Linked DNA regions of Sus scrofa: regions 1 and 2 are each linked to region 3. A link is a contact called in public HiChIP or PLAC-seq data. All regions are on one chromosome and are shown on one strand. Each heading gives the region's core, a stretch centred on a gene start, on an enhancer-like site or on the middle of the called end of the contact. The rest is flanking DNA. Distances are from core to core; before and after follow the strand shown.

Evidence for each region. HiChIP or PLAC-seq counts read pairs in DNA pulled down with a chosen protein or histone mark.
Region 1: a contact with region 3 is called in an H3K27ac HiChIP or PLAC-seq map of skeletal muscle. The contact joins two enhancer-like sites. A contact is called at or near these places in 1 of 47 Hi-C or Micro-C datasets (skeletal muscle) and 1 of 2 datasets of contacts at active chromatin or transcription factors (skeletal muscle).
Region 2: a contact with region 3 is called in an H3K27ac HiChIP or PLAC-seq map of skeletal muscle. The contact joins two enhancer-like sites. A contact is called at or near these places in 2 of 47 Hi-C or Micro-C datasets (brain and skeletal muscle) and 1 of 2 datasets of contacts at active chromatin or transcription factors (skeletal muscle).

What each region holds. Positions count from the first base shown.
Region 1 is chr9:125,354,214-125,358,805 of Sscrofa11.1, reverse strand. All of the region lies in intron 7 of TSEN15 (tRNA-splicing endonuclease subunit Sen15), which reads right to left. Among named protein-coding and RNA genes, the nearest start is that of TSEN15, 56 kb to the right of the region's middle. Within about 2 kb of position 1,830, at least 4 of the 83 cell types and tissues checked have an H3K27ac peak or open chromatin away from gene starts, as enhancers often do. A contact at or near this core is called in skeletal muscle, where this site is marked.
Region 2 is chr9:125,803,786-125,808,644 of Sscrofa11.1, reverse strand. The region is part of intron 3 of C9H1orf21; the gene reads right to left. Among named protein-coding and RNA genes, the nearest start is that of EDEM3, 180 kb to the left of the region's middle. Within about 2 kb of position 3,069, at least 13 of the 83 cell types and tissues checked have an H3K27ac peak or open chromatin away from gene starts, as enhancers often do. A contact at or near this core is called in skeletal muscle, where this site is marked.
Region 3 is chr9:125,590,074-125,594,704 of Sscrofa11.1, reverse strand. No RefSeq gene overlaps it. Among named protein-coding and RNA genes, the nearest start is that of C9H1orf21, 21 kb to the left of the region's middle. Within about 2 kb of position 2,099, at least 3 of the 83 cell types and tissues checked have an H3K27ac peak or open chromatin away from gene starts, as enhancers often do. A contact at or near this core is called in skeletal muscle, where this site is marked.

The sequences.
Region 1 (4,592 bases), core at 581-3,080, 240 kb after region 3:
ACTCTTCTTTCCTCTGCTTGGCCACAGGAGGAGGGTGGGGAGCCCCCATCAGAGCTGGTCTCCCTACAGAGATGTTTGGAAAGGGCATACCCAGCTGATGGGGTTTCCTAACTTCCCTGAGTGGAATCTTAATTGGGATTGGTTCTGCCAGGGCAAGTATAGGGCCCTGGACATAAGTCTGTTTAAACAGAATGCCTGGGATTTGGCGTCAGAAATGTCTTGTTTGAATTCTAGGTCTACCACATATGGACTATGTGGCTATTTATTGTCTCTGTGTCTTATTTTCCTTATCTATAAAATGGGATAATAATTCCTGCCTCAAAGAGTTGTTCCAACTATGACAATAATAGCCAATAAGGTTCCCAAGAAGCTTACATGAAGTTAACATAGCACAAAACAGCCTTATAAGGATGTGTCACAGGCCCCTTACTCAAAACATTTGAAGCCAGATGAGTTTAGAAATTCAGAATTAAAATTAAAGAACGATAACATGGGGAATTCCCGTCATGGCTCAGTGGTTAATGAATCTGACTAGGAACCATGAGGTTGTAGGTTCGATCCCTGGCCTGGCTCAGTGGGTTAAGGATGTGGCATTGCCGTGAGCTGTGGTATATGTTGCAGACGCGGCTCGGATCCTGCATTGCTGTGGCTTTGGCGTAGGCTGGCGGCTACAGCTCCGATTGGACCCCTAGCCTGGGAACCTCCATATGCTGTGGGAGCGGCCCAAGAAATGGCAAAAAGACAAAAAAGACAAAAAAAAAAAAAAAAGAAAGAAAGAAAGAAAGATAACATGGCATAGGTGCCGTATATTACAGAACCCCCCTCAGGGTCTTAAGGAGTGCCCTAGACTCAGTCATAATTTCTGCATCAAAAATAGGAAGATTTATACTAAGTGGGATAAAGCTCATGAAATGTTTCATTTTGGAATAGCAGGTAAAGAACTGTGACCCAGAGAAGTTAAGCAACTTGCTCATGATCACGCACCAGAATTTGAGCCCCCAAGAATTGGGCTAGGGCCCTTGTTCTAACCACTACACAGAACAACCTCCAGCAATGAAACCCTTTCTCCAAAGTGAATGGAGATAGTAAGAGACCTGGATCTGACTCATATGGCGAGAGCTGCTTTGTGTTTTTTGTTTGGCTGTGCCCGTGGCATATGAAAGTTCCCGGGCCAGGGGTCAAACCGAGCCACAGCAGTGACAATAATGGATCCTTAACCCGCTAGGGCACCAAGGAACTCTGAGAGCTGCTTTTTGTTAATATCTAAATAAATAAATAAATTTATTTTTATAATATCCCAGAAACAAAATTGAAAACATGGTTGCATTTGAAACACCAATGCTATAAAACACCACCCTACAAAAAAAATAATAGCTACCATTTCTTAAAAATTTACTGAATAATTTACATATATTCATCTCACTGAACCCCTACACAAGAGGCCTAAGAGATAGGTTTTATTAGTACCACCCATTTTAAAGATGAGATTAAAGAATTTACCCAAGGTCACTCTTCAATAGGGGTCTAGGCAGGAGATCCAATCTGGGGCTGCTGAAGCCTGTGTCCCTTCCACTGCACTGCCCTGCCTCCAAAGGACTGGAGAAGGCTGCCGACCATTGCTGTGTGGTTCACCCAAGGTCACAGGAGAGCCAGCCCAGAGCACCAACCCTGGCCTCGCTGCCTCAGAAGGCCTTACAGTGTTCGACTTCTCCTTTGGAAAGAGCCACAACTCAATATCATTTCTTTCCTGCTGCCCACTCTTGCCACTCTGAGAAAAGAACAGTACCTAGTGTTCACTAAAAGATGCAAGGGAATTGATTGGAAGGAAAATGTTATCTTCTGCCAATCCTGGCCACAGTGTTGTACCATTCTATATTTAGATAAGTGCTCTGTGCAGCCAAAGAGGCAATAAAAACAAGCTAAAAAGGTACTAGGCTCATGCCAGGAAACACTAAGAAGTAGCAAGTTCTTATTCTTTGCCCAAAGATGATTATTTGAAAAAAGGGAGAAAGACAATAAAAACAAGCAATCTCCCCGCAAACACACAGTGCTTTAAGGTCTGGGGCATCTCATACCCTCAGGGCAGGTGAGGAAGGAATGAGGATAGCAGGGTCCTCTCCCACCTTTACAGAAATGAGGCCCTAAGGAGGGAACCTGAGCAGGTGTCAGCCTGAACTCCTTTTGAAGTCAGGGAAGAATATGGACAGGGAAGTCATAGGCTGGCCGGAGGGACCCCCCCAGTGCATCAGGTATCAGCGGCAACTCCATAGACCAAACCTGAACTCTGGTATTTCAAAAAGGGAAAGATGAGTTTGAAAGATGATTTGAGGTTCATTCATTCATGGGTCTGTTGGCTTGATGGGTAACCAAGGTCCAAGCTCCCCAGTCCCCTTGAGAACCCCTTCTCTGGGCTCCTCCAGCAAGTTGGAATTCCTCCATTATTTATAGCAACAGATACTTCCATCATTAACTGTATTCCACTACAGTTATTTGCATGTGTTTTATCTTTTTCAATAAACTACACCCTCTTTGAGTGTAGAGAACAGCCCCTAGGTTTTTTATAACCTCTATAGAAGCTAGCATGGTATCTATTAAATTGAGATGTTTTAAATGTACCTCTTGCTCAAAGCCTTTTTTTCAGTTGTTATCTTCTACTGGTTGGAGCCAGGAAGTAGTAGTCTCTTCCAGTCCTGTGAAGCAGTAGAATTCTGGGCTCCATCTGGTCCCTTTCATCTCTGCTCTCACACAAACCAGTTCTTGCCTGAGCATATTTTGTCTTGCTAGACTTTGTTGAATGCAGTAAGTGATAACCAATCTCCCCCTTAGAGACAAAGGCTTGTCAGACACTTGGCCTGCCTTTTAAATTGTCAGTAGCAAAAGATCTACCAAATGCAGTGCCACCCCTTCCACAGGCCTATGCCTTCCCAGACTCCAGTATCAATGTCTGTGCCACCTACTGCCCAACTGCTGCATCAGTGCAACATATTTTAGGTTCTTCTGACATTATCCCCCACCTCAAAGGGCCCATTTCTAAATCCACTAGAGTAATCAACACTAGCTTCTATAATAAATAAACCCCAGAATTTCAGGGACCTACCACAGTATCAGTCTGTTTCTTCCTTACATTGTCTAACACAGGTGCTGCTGGGCTACAGACAGCTTTCTTCCAGGGGGTCATTTGAAGACCCCGAGCTCCATCTATCTTGCGGTCCTATCATCTCCTAGAGTCCCTGTCTTCTGATCCCAGCCAGTGGAAGAGGAGAGAGGTGGAGAAGGGACACCAGGAGTGACAAACAGCACTCACATTCCACTGTCTCTGTGCAATAAGAATGTGACAACAGCCTAACACCTGTTTCTGCCACTAGTGTCTAACAATAGCTAGAAAATATTATGCATCTTCATTTGCAAGATTTGTATACTTTATTTCATATAATATATACAGTAGCCTAAAAAGTAGGAATTATCAAAAAAAGTAGGAATTATCATTGCCACTTTAGAAATGAAAAAAAAAAAAAAACAAATATATGTATATCAATCTCTAAACCTCAGTGACCACACATACACACAACTGGGGTTCAGAGAGGATAAATAATTTGCTAAGTTCGCAGAGTAAGTGGCAGGTGAAGATGTGAACTCAAACTTGTACGATACTCAAGCCCCTTTCTCTTCTTCCATAAAGCAAGAAATACACAGATCTGTTTTGAGATTGGTGGGGGGGAAGTATTAGGGGCCATGACTCAAGTCGGATTTTTGAAAAATAAGTATCTCACAAGCCAGAGAGGTATTAAGACTGGAGAATGACATTCCTGCTTGAAGCAATGATATGTGCAAAGGCAGTGAGGCCTGAGTGAGCATGGTATGCCTAGGGAAGATTTATTTTAGAAATAATTAGGATGTTTAGAGAGTATTAAGATTTGCGGATTACCCAAATCATGTCCTAAACCTCAGCTCCCTTTCTCTGAAATGTCCCTGAGGGAGGTATATACCTACAGAACAATGGTAAAAGGAAAGCAAATTAAGTGTCCCATTCTCAGCTAAAGTTGGGCTCCCACCTCCAGTGCAGAGCCTTGGTGAGCTAGACTGGAGAACATAAGCAAGTCTGAAGCCCTAGACAGGGAATACCTTTTCTTGCGGTGAGTCCAAACCCAAGTTCAAGATTTCACCACACTTCACACACCACAAATGAAAAGAGAAAACCAAAGATATGAAAAGGTTTCATGATGCAAGATAAAAGCAAAAGGTTATCAGGGCATGTCCTAAGCAGGACCGTTCCCTCATTCAGACCACATGGAAGCAGAGAGGAGAGACAGATCTACTGAATGCTCCTGAAGCACAGCTGAAAGAGGTACAGGACAGCACCAGAAAGAATTGATCTTTTTTTTTTTTTTTTTCTTTTTAGGGCTGCACCATGGCATGTGGAAGTTCCCAGACTAGGGGTTGAATCGGAGATGCAGCTGCTGGCCACAGCCATGCCAGACCCGAGCCATACCTGTGATCTACACCATAATTCACAGGAATGTCAGATCCTTAACCCACTGATTGAGGTCAGGGATGGAACTTGCATCCTCATGGATACTAGTCAGGTTCATTAC
Region 2 (4,859 bases), core at 1,820-4,319, 210 kb before region 3:
TGTGAATTTCAACACAGAGACTATTAAAAAGAGAAACGTCCAAGGCCTAAGAGTTAATAAAATTAAATAACTTCTACTGCTTCACCAAAGGCATTCTTAGGGAAAAGAGAATGTATTCTTTCCACCACGAGTGCGTGGTGGTGGTGAATACAATGGCTCTAATAAGAGCGGCGCCACTGCCTGGATTTGTGCTAAGGCACAAGTAGTTTTACCCATGATTGCTCTGTGCCGTCAGCGCAAATGTTGACAGAGTAAAGCAGGAAAATAGCTTCTTTATTAATAGGAAAATGACCTTGAAGACTCCCTGAGAATGTCTCAGAAGGAGTTCCCTGATGGCCTAGCTGTTAAGGGTCTGCCATTGTCATGCTGTAGCTTGGGTCCAAGTGGATTAGATCCTTGGCCTGAGAACTTCTGTATGCTGTGGGTGAAGCAAAAAAACAAAACAAAACAAAACACAAAACGCCCCCCCCCAAAAAAAACCCACCAAAAAAAGAAACAAAAGAAAACTAACAACAATGTATCAGGAGCCTCCAGGGGTCTGCAAGCCACATTTTAACTAGAGTGCCCTTCTATTTCTTTTGCATAGAAAAAGGACTATCAATTATTTAATTGTGGTATGTGCCTTAATTAAGAAAACTGCCTTCTTGAGGCAAACTCTATAGTCCATAAAATTCCCCCATTAGGAGTTCCCTGGTGGTTCCACAGGTTAAGGATCTGATGTCATTGCATGGCTCAGGTCGCTGCTGTGGTATGGGTTCCATCTCTGGCCCAGTAACTTCTCCCTGTTGTGGGCATGGCCAAAATAAATAAAATCCCATTATATATATATGATTAAATGATTTTAGTGAATTTATAGAGCTGTGAAATTATCTCCACAATACAGGTTTTTTTTGGGGGGTGGCCGCAACCTGCAGCATGTGGAAGTTCCCAGGCCAGGGCTCTAATCTGCGCCACAGCAGTGAGCCTCATCACAGCAGTAACAAAGCTGCATCCTTAACTTGCTAAGCCACAGAGAACTCCCCAATCCAATACAGTTCTATCAGCCCCCAAAGTTTCATCATACCCATTTGCACTCATCTGTATTGTCCAGCCACCAGAGAGCTGCTTTCTGTCACTACAAATTTGCTTTGTCTAGATTCATATAAAGAGAACCATACAACATATAGCCTTTTACATCTGGTATCTCACTTAGCATAAAGTTTGAGGTTCATCTATACCTTAGCATATTGCAGCATTTTGTTTAATTGCTAAATACTACTCCAATGTACGGATGTACTGTGTTTTGTTTATCCTTGCATACACTGATGGGCACGTGGATTGTTTCCAGTTTGTGACTACTACAAATCATGCTGCTATGAACGTTCATACACAAATCTTTGTGTGCACATATATTTTTGTTTCTCTTGGGCAGATTCCAAGGAGCGGATTTGCCAGACGATAGGGCAAACATCACCAAAACATCAACCAAGCTTTTCCGAAGCGGCTGTGCCATTTTACATTCCTACCACCAGTGCACAATGGTTCCAGTTTCTCCATCTCCCCACCAACATTTCATACGGTCTTTTCAGTTACAGTCATTCCAGTGGGCGTCTCATTGCGGCTTTATTCATTTTATAAATGTGACTTATTTGGATCTGTTCTTGTATTTCTTTGTATCTATCAAAACACCCAGCACCTTGCTACATGGGAGCATTTGTAAGCCTCCTAGTCAGCTGTATTTGCATCAAAAAGTCAGTTTTACATTTGCTTATAAACACCATGTAATTTCTACTTTGGGTTGGTTTGCCGAGGAAGGAGAAGAGTAAAGACATCTGCCTTTAAAAAAGAGAAAAAAGAAAACAAACAAAACCAAGACAGGCTGGAGGAACGATGAGGCTAATGGGAGCCTCTGATAGAGCAGAGCCAACAGAGAGGGCTGAGAGCCATGCCGCGTCCGGGGTGCTCTGGGAACAGGAACAGAGAATTACACTGGAAGATGACGGAAGAGGTAGCTAAGACATTATTTCCCTTGGCAAGAAAAAGCTATTTAAATGGCATTTGACACTCATAAACTTCGTACCTAAAATAAACTGGGACCAAGTGGGAATAAGATGAAGCCATTTAAAAGGGCCCTTGGTAGGCAGTTTGTAGAGCTGTGTTTTTATGATCCATCCGTACTGGTATCGGAATCATCTAGAATGCTTGTTAAAATACAGATTCCCAGGCCCCACACAACACCTCCAGAGTGTGCATCTCTGCGACTGTGCCCAGGAATCTGCACTTTAATTTCATTTTGAAATTTTACATAAATACATATACTTTTTTTCTGGCTGTGCCCACGGCATGTGGAAGTTCCTGGGCCAGGGTCTGAACCCACAACACAGCAGCAACCCAAGCCAGAGCCGTGACAATGCCAGATCCTTAACCCATTTTTTGAGGCACCAGGGAACTTCAGAATCTGCATTTTAAACAAGAGTCCAAGGTGATTCTTAACTCAAAACAGTTTGAGGACTTTTATTTCAGAGAAAAGGTACTTTTGGGCTTAGAGTTCCCTCTCTCAGCCTTCCTGAAGGCAGTTTTCCAACTGAGCCTTGGGGTCTTGCAGAGCTGCCTCAGGGCTCAATAGCAGGCCCTCCCAGAGCAGCAACCCCTTGAATTGTATATTCAGGAGCTTTCAACTCATGTTGGAAAGAAGCAGCCATTTCTCAAAAATGTTTGCAAACCACGGTCAGGTAGTGACAGGTTTATTTAAACAGCAAATCAAAGAACTTCTTTAGCTTGGAACAATTTTACTTCTTTATGCACAGAACACACTTGTCAGGGTCTAGAGTAAACTCATCATTCTCTTCTTAGATTCTCTCCTGTTGGAGGCAGTCAGACCGACTTTATTTCTCCTGCTGTTCCCGATCCCCAAAGGGAAAGTCAGAACACCAAGATAAACTGATGGCTTCTTTACAACATGCTCTCAAACTTCAGCTCCTTAACTGTGAAGGAAGCAACAGATCGAGTCCAGGGAATTGAAGAAAGCACCCTACCCCCTGCTGGCGAGAGGAATTTCTTTCCTCCTGTCACTTCTTTGCCTGTGGTCCCACAAAGTCGGAGAGCACTGGGGCAGCTGCAGTCCTGGGAGGGGCCCAGAGTTAGTCTGAGTGGGAATGTGAAGGGATTTCATTTTCTTTTTTCTGGGCTCAATAGCAGGAAGTTCTATCTTATAAAGAAAGCCCAGGGGCCAGATGTATGCAGGAAGCTGGAAGCCTAGAGAAAAACAGTGGAGGCGGAGTCGTAGCTCCTGGGACGGAGGGGACTACACAGAGAAAAGACACAAAAGCACTACATGTGAACTCCCAATGGGTTTCCTTCCACACACAGACTCTGTGTGTGTGTACTTTCCAACCACTGCATTTCAAAAAGTACCCGAAAACTGGAAAAGGTAAACACTTTAACTAGAATTAGGAGATTTGGGTCCATACACATGAAGAACACGTTCAGCTTCGAAGGTGACAATGAGGGAGTTCCCTGGTGGCTACACACCCAAATGCAAGAGACTGGAGAAAGGAGAGCCCTACTATGTGCTTGGAAGGAACAAAACTGGAATATTTATAAACAGCCCTAATGACTACCATAACGCTTACTTTAAAAAAACAAAAACAAACCTATATTTTCTTTTCTTTTCTTTTCTTTTCTTTCTTTCTTTCTTTTTTTTTTTCTTTCTTTTTCTTTCTTTCTTTCTTTCTTTCTTTCTTTTTTTCTTTCTTTCTTTCTTTCTTTCTTATTTTCTTTCCTTCCTTCCTTCTTTCTTTTTCTTTTTTTTTTTTAGGGCTGCATTCGAGCATATGGAAGTTCCCAGGCTAGGGGTCGAATCGGAGCTGTTGCTGCCGGTCTACGCCATAGCCACAGCAACCTAAAATCCAAGCCGCATCTGCGACCTACACCACAGCTCACAGAAACACCAGATCCTTAACCCACTGGGCCAGGCCAGGGATGGAACCCAGAATCTCATGGATACTAGTCAGACTTGTGACCCCGGAGCCCCAAGGGGAATTCCTTTTTTTTTTTTTTTCTTTGTGGCCACACTGTGGTATATGGAAGTTCCTGGGCCAGGGACTGACAACACTGGATCCTTGAACTCACTGTGCAAGGCTGGGGATTGAACCTGCACCGTCACCGCAAGCCGAGCAGCTGCAGTCGGATTCTTAACCTACTGTGCCACAGTGGGAACTTCAAAAAGTGTATTTTCTTGACCAAGAACTACCTAACACTGATCACTGGGAACTTCCTTTCTCAAGAGTCTGATGTGTAAATTCATCAAGTATCTTATTTGTACTACATGTGGGGAAAAAACCGTAATTACCGAACGTTTGAACGGGACCAAGATGCCATTCAGAGTTCAGACTTCAAAACAAAGCTGAAATTACCTGGCTGGCTGACAATGCTATATGTTAAATGCCACCAGGACACAGTAAGATAGAACAGAAGCAAAAATCCGCGCTTTATTCCCCACCCACAAAACTGCATCACACACCCATTGACTGTATTTTCTTTCCATTCCTCACTTCTCCTCTCCAACCATCAAGTAAAAGAAAACACAAAGGAGTGTGAATCTACCGTAAGTCACTCTGATGCATAATAACAAGACCAAAGATTTTAGGAATTCAACTATCACCGGATTATGGTCTCTAAAAGACTGCGTTTGAGAGCTGACTAGACCAAAATAAACATGCTTTACGCTAGATTTTTCTGGTAGGTAAAAACACAGGCAGAAAAACCAAAGTACATTTGATCAACGTTAACAAACTATTAGAACAAAAAAAGGTATCATCACGCCTTTGATATTTTAACAAATAAAAAGCCACCATGTGTGCAGAATTGCTAAACTTTTC
Region 3 (4,631 bases), core at 850-3,349:
ACTTAATGAGCAATGATGGAATTCTTTGAGCTTCAAGGAAAGATCTGCTTGCAGACACGAAAATATGTTTTTGAAAAATATTCACAGAATCAGATCACTTAAATTCTGAAATTTCCAGAGAGGGCAAGCATGAGAATCAGAGCAAGAGAGAAGGAGAACAGGGGTACCTCATTCTTTAAAAGGGAGCTACACTACTTAGAGTCTCCAGTTTTAAGCAGGTGTGACAGAAAAAGACTAGTTAGTACTTGGGTCTCTATCTCCAAAATGGAGCCTCCAGTATCTTCAAGTCTCTAAATCCTCCTTGACATGCTGTTTGCAAATAATTAGTTTGTTCATGCATTCATCCAACCAACAGTGATTGAATGTCTATTATGTGTAGTGCACGGGGCATGTGGAGAAAATTTTGAGGAGCTTGAACTTTGGTTCTGGCAGTGCCAATGTTAATGTTACAACAACAGACAGATAAGAAAATGCCAGCAGTTGCATAGTAAGGCCCATCCTTCCTTGTTTCTGTGTCTGGTATAAATGGCACTACCATTCTGTTTTAGGCTGGTGAAATATCAAAGTTAATGGCTCATCAGGTCTTCATGAATGAGTGGTCAATATACCTAGTGAGACATGGCCTGGTGTTGGAGACAAGCTAGGTCTATAAAAGAAGAAACTGGAGTTCCCGTTGTGGCACAGTGGAAATGAGTCTGACTGGTAACCGTGAGGTTGCGGGTTCGATCCCTGGCCTTGGTCAGTGGGTTAGGATCTGGCGTTGCCGTGAGCTGTGGTGTAGGTCACAGACGCGGCTTGGATCTAATGTTGCTGTGGCCATGGTGTAGGCTGGCAGCTGTAGCTCCGATTTGACCCCTAGCCTTGGAAACTCCATATGCTGCAGGAGTGGCCCTAAAAAGCAAAAAAAAAAAAAAAAAAAAAAAAAAAAAAAAAAAAAAAAGAAGAAGAAGAAGAAAAAGAAACTAAGAGAGGAATAATGAGTAAAAAATCTTTTTTCCAACAGAAAAATCCCCGATACTAAGATGCAGGTTTTTGGAGTAAGCAGACACTAAGTATAAGACAACATTCTCTCACATCTAATTATATGGCTAACATAGATATGTTAGTTAGGATGCTTTAGGCAGTAAGAACATAATCCACCAAAAGTGGCTTAGATAAGAAAGACATATACTATCTCACATAATAATGAAATACAGAGGTCAGGTAGTATCTGGGTCTCTAATTCAGCAGCTCAAGGGGAAATAAAGATGATGCTTTCCATCTTTCTACTGCATCATTCTCACCACGTTGCCTTTTGGCTCCAGACATGTTCTTTTACGGTTACAAGATGGTTACAGCAGCTCTAAGCATCACATCCTCAAATCTATATATAGTGGCCTAACAAGAAACATCTTCCTTTGCATTCCTTTTGAACAACAAGAACTTCCCCAAAGCTCTTTCTACTCTCATAATTGGCCAGAATTAGAAGTCACATGCTTATTCCTAAGCCAATCACTGGCAAAGGATGCTGAATTACCACAATGTTGCCAAACCATCAATTTGAACCTCTGGGGCTGGGGAGGAGGCCAGCATTCCCTGAAGAATATGTCCATCTGATTCCTGAACAAAATGGAAATTGGCTGGTGGCAGGAAAATATGGGTCTGAGGTAGGCAGCCGGAGAGACAACCACAGCAGAGTTTCAAAGCAGAAGTCCCTCCAGGCCAGGGGCGATTCCATTAAGGGGACCTTCCCTGATGACCACTGGGCTTGACCTTGCTTCACAGATGAGCTTCTCTTACAGGAATGAGTTTTGCTGATCTTTAGGATAGCTGCTAAGGACACCCTGTGCTGTATATTCTGCTGGTTCATATTACGCCACCTTGACCTGAAGCCAAATTATGCATAAGCGTTCTAAAATGGTTTATGGCTAGGGGAAGGCGGGCTGATGTCATTTGTCAAATGTGGCACTCTAGAATTATCTTACCAATATAAAACCAGGCAAAAGCTTTTCCACAGGAAAATGTGTTTTTGAAACAAGAATGAACACCCTAGAACTTACTTCATGTGGAATAATGGAATAACAGACTCAGCCCATTGCAGTAATGGTGAGGGGAGTGAAAAAATGGTGACCAGTGACCAGGTTTAAACTCAGAGAAAAATGAAAATGGGTGGTGCTTCTTGAGTTGATCCTTCTTTGTAAAAGTGAAATTATGAGCTCCTTAGAAATGGAGAAGTTTGCTTTTTATATTCAAATTACTCAAAGGTAGAAGGGACTTATTAATATACTTTAAAAAATATCCCTAGCATGCCTAACATACTGCTTTATACATAGTATGAATAGCTATCTTTTGATCAATGGATTGCAGTGAGGTTCCTTCATGAAATCACCAAACCAAGAAGAAGACCCAAGTACTGGCTACCTTGGCAATATCAGTAGGGAAAAGCTTACTTGACAGACGTAGAAGCTAGCCCTGAGTTTATATCTGAGGTTCTCAGCTATGGCTACACGTTGAATCACCTGCAGGGCTTTCAACACCTATACCTTGGTCCTATCCCCAGAGTGTCTGATTTGGTATAAAGCTTGGGTATTGACATGGTTTAAAGGCTCTCCAGGTGATTCTGATGTGCAGTCAAGGTTGAACTACTGCATCAAAATCACCTGGAGGGTTTATTAAAACTCAGGTTGCTGGGCTAAAATTCAGAGTTTATGATCCAGCCAATCTGAGGTGGGGCCCCCAAATTTGTATTAACAAGTTTCCAGGAGCTGCTGCTGCTAGTGGTTGGAAGGGACACACTTTAAGAACCCCCACTCTAGAGCACAGTGTAGCCAACCCACAAACTCATATAAGTTGTAAGTCTATGCAGGTTATCTAGCTGGAGGTCTGTTCTTGTGTGGCCATAGCGAAGAATGGTCCTACATTTTGAAAGGGTCGTAAAGAAGCTAAAGCAAAGCAGCAGTGATAAAAATAAAGAAAAATATGCCACACAAACCGTGTGGCCTGCAAAGCCTAAAATATTTAATATCTGGCCTTTTACAGAAAATACTTGCTGATTCTTGCTCTAGAGGTTCTTGAGGTCCGATCGAAAAAAGCAAGAATCCTAAAGGGTAAGAGAAAAATTTTGATGAGAAAAATTGTTCTAGAGGCATGGGGGGAGCTCTAAACAGCTGAAAGATTATTAACCCCCTACTATGTGTCAAGAGAATGGCATAATTTCATTTAGCCTGACAACAATGCTATTATTATCACTCCTGTTTTATAGATCAGGAAATCGAAGCTCAAAGAGACATTTATTTACTTACTCGTATAGAAAGCTAGTACATGATAAAAGATTTCTATCAACTACCCTAGGTCCTAGGAAAAGCTCAGAATTCTGTTTAGAAATGGATGTCTCCCAGAGCCAGTCTAAAAATATAATAAGCAATAAAAACCTGGACTTTTTTCTAGTGGCTCAATTCAATTTGTTATTGACGGTGTTGCAGGCACTCTGCTACAAAAATATGTCAACTATTATACTTACCCTCATGGAACTTACTGTCTAGTGAGAGAAACAGACATAGGATGAAACCCATATAATGTCAGAAGAGAGCCTACAGAACAGACAGGCGAGGCTTCACAGAGCAGAGGTCACTTAAGGATGCTAGGACCCCGATGCACAAGGCTTGGGAAGGCTTCCTAGCTGAGCAGACAGCACTGATGTTTCAAAACAGGCAAGTCCCACATGGAAGGACTTTACTCGCTTGCAGCCTCTCCCTGCAGACCGCGGAGCACACCATTGCCTTGGCCTTGGGCCGTGCAAACCCGACAGCCTGGGCAGCTAACAGAGAAGAGGCCCCTAGCTCTAGAAGCCACAACAACCAGCGACCACAGCAGCGTGTGACAGAAATGTTGGTCCAATTTCAGTGACAGGAGAAACTTGCAACTCTATTTCGTGGTTTTAGGCAGTCATTGCCAAGCAAAGTTATTAAAAGAAAGGGTTGTTTAAATTAAATAGTGATTAGTCTGTTGGAGTGGAAGAATGGCAAGTGAACATGTGATAGTGACATGAGGGCTGGGTTTCATGCAGCCACTTTTGGGCCCACAAATCTGAAACCAGCAATTTTATATATGATTTGCCATGCCGTGTTGAGGCAGCAGGCAGGATTCAGCATCCTTCCTTGATCTTCGTTTCAAGTTTCACTTCTCATTTGAATTTGTTTTTAAGGGTCGAGGTGCAGATGAAAACACTAGGTGAGAAATGCTTTCCTGAGTCTACTGCTGTTCTGAGGCTTCTGAGATGCGTTAAACAGAGATTTGTGCACAAGGAATTTGCTGCCAGGGTGGGGTGAGGAATAGGGCGCATGAATAGACGATCTCAGTACAACACAGTAACTGCTGATGTCAGGTCAGGACAAGAGGAGAAGCTGGAAGAGGAATCCCTAACCGTCCAGCAGGATTTAAGGAAGGTTCCTGGGAGGGATTGTACTGGTCAGAAAGCTTGCTTCTAAAATCTGAGTTCCCGTGGTGGTGCAGCGGAAACGAATCTGTTAGGAACCATGGGGACTTGGGTTCCATCCCCGGCCTTGCTCAGTGGGTTAAGGATCTGGCAATGCTGGGAACTGCGGTGTAGGTCACAGATGTGCCTCCGATCTGGTGTTGCTGTGGCTGTGGTG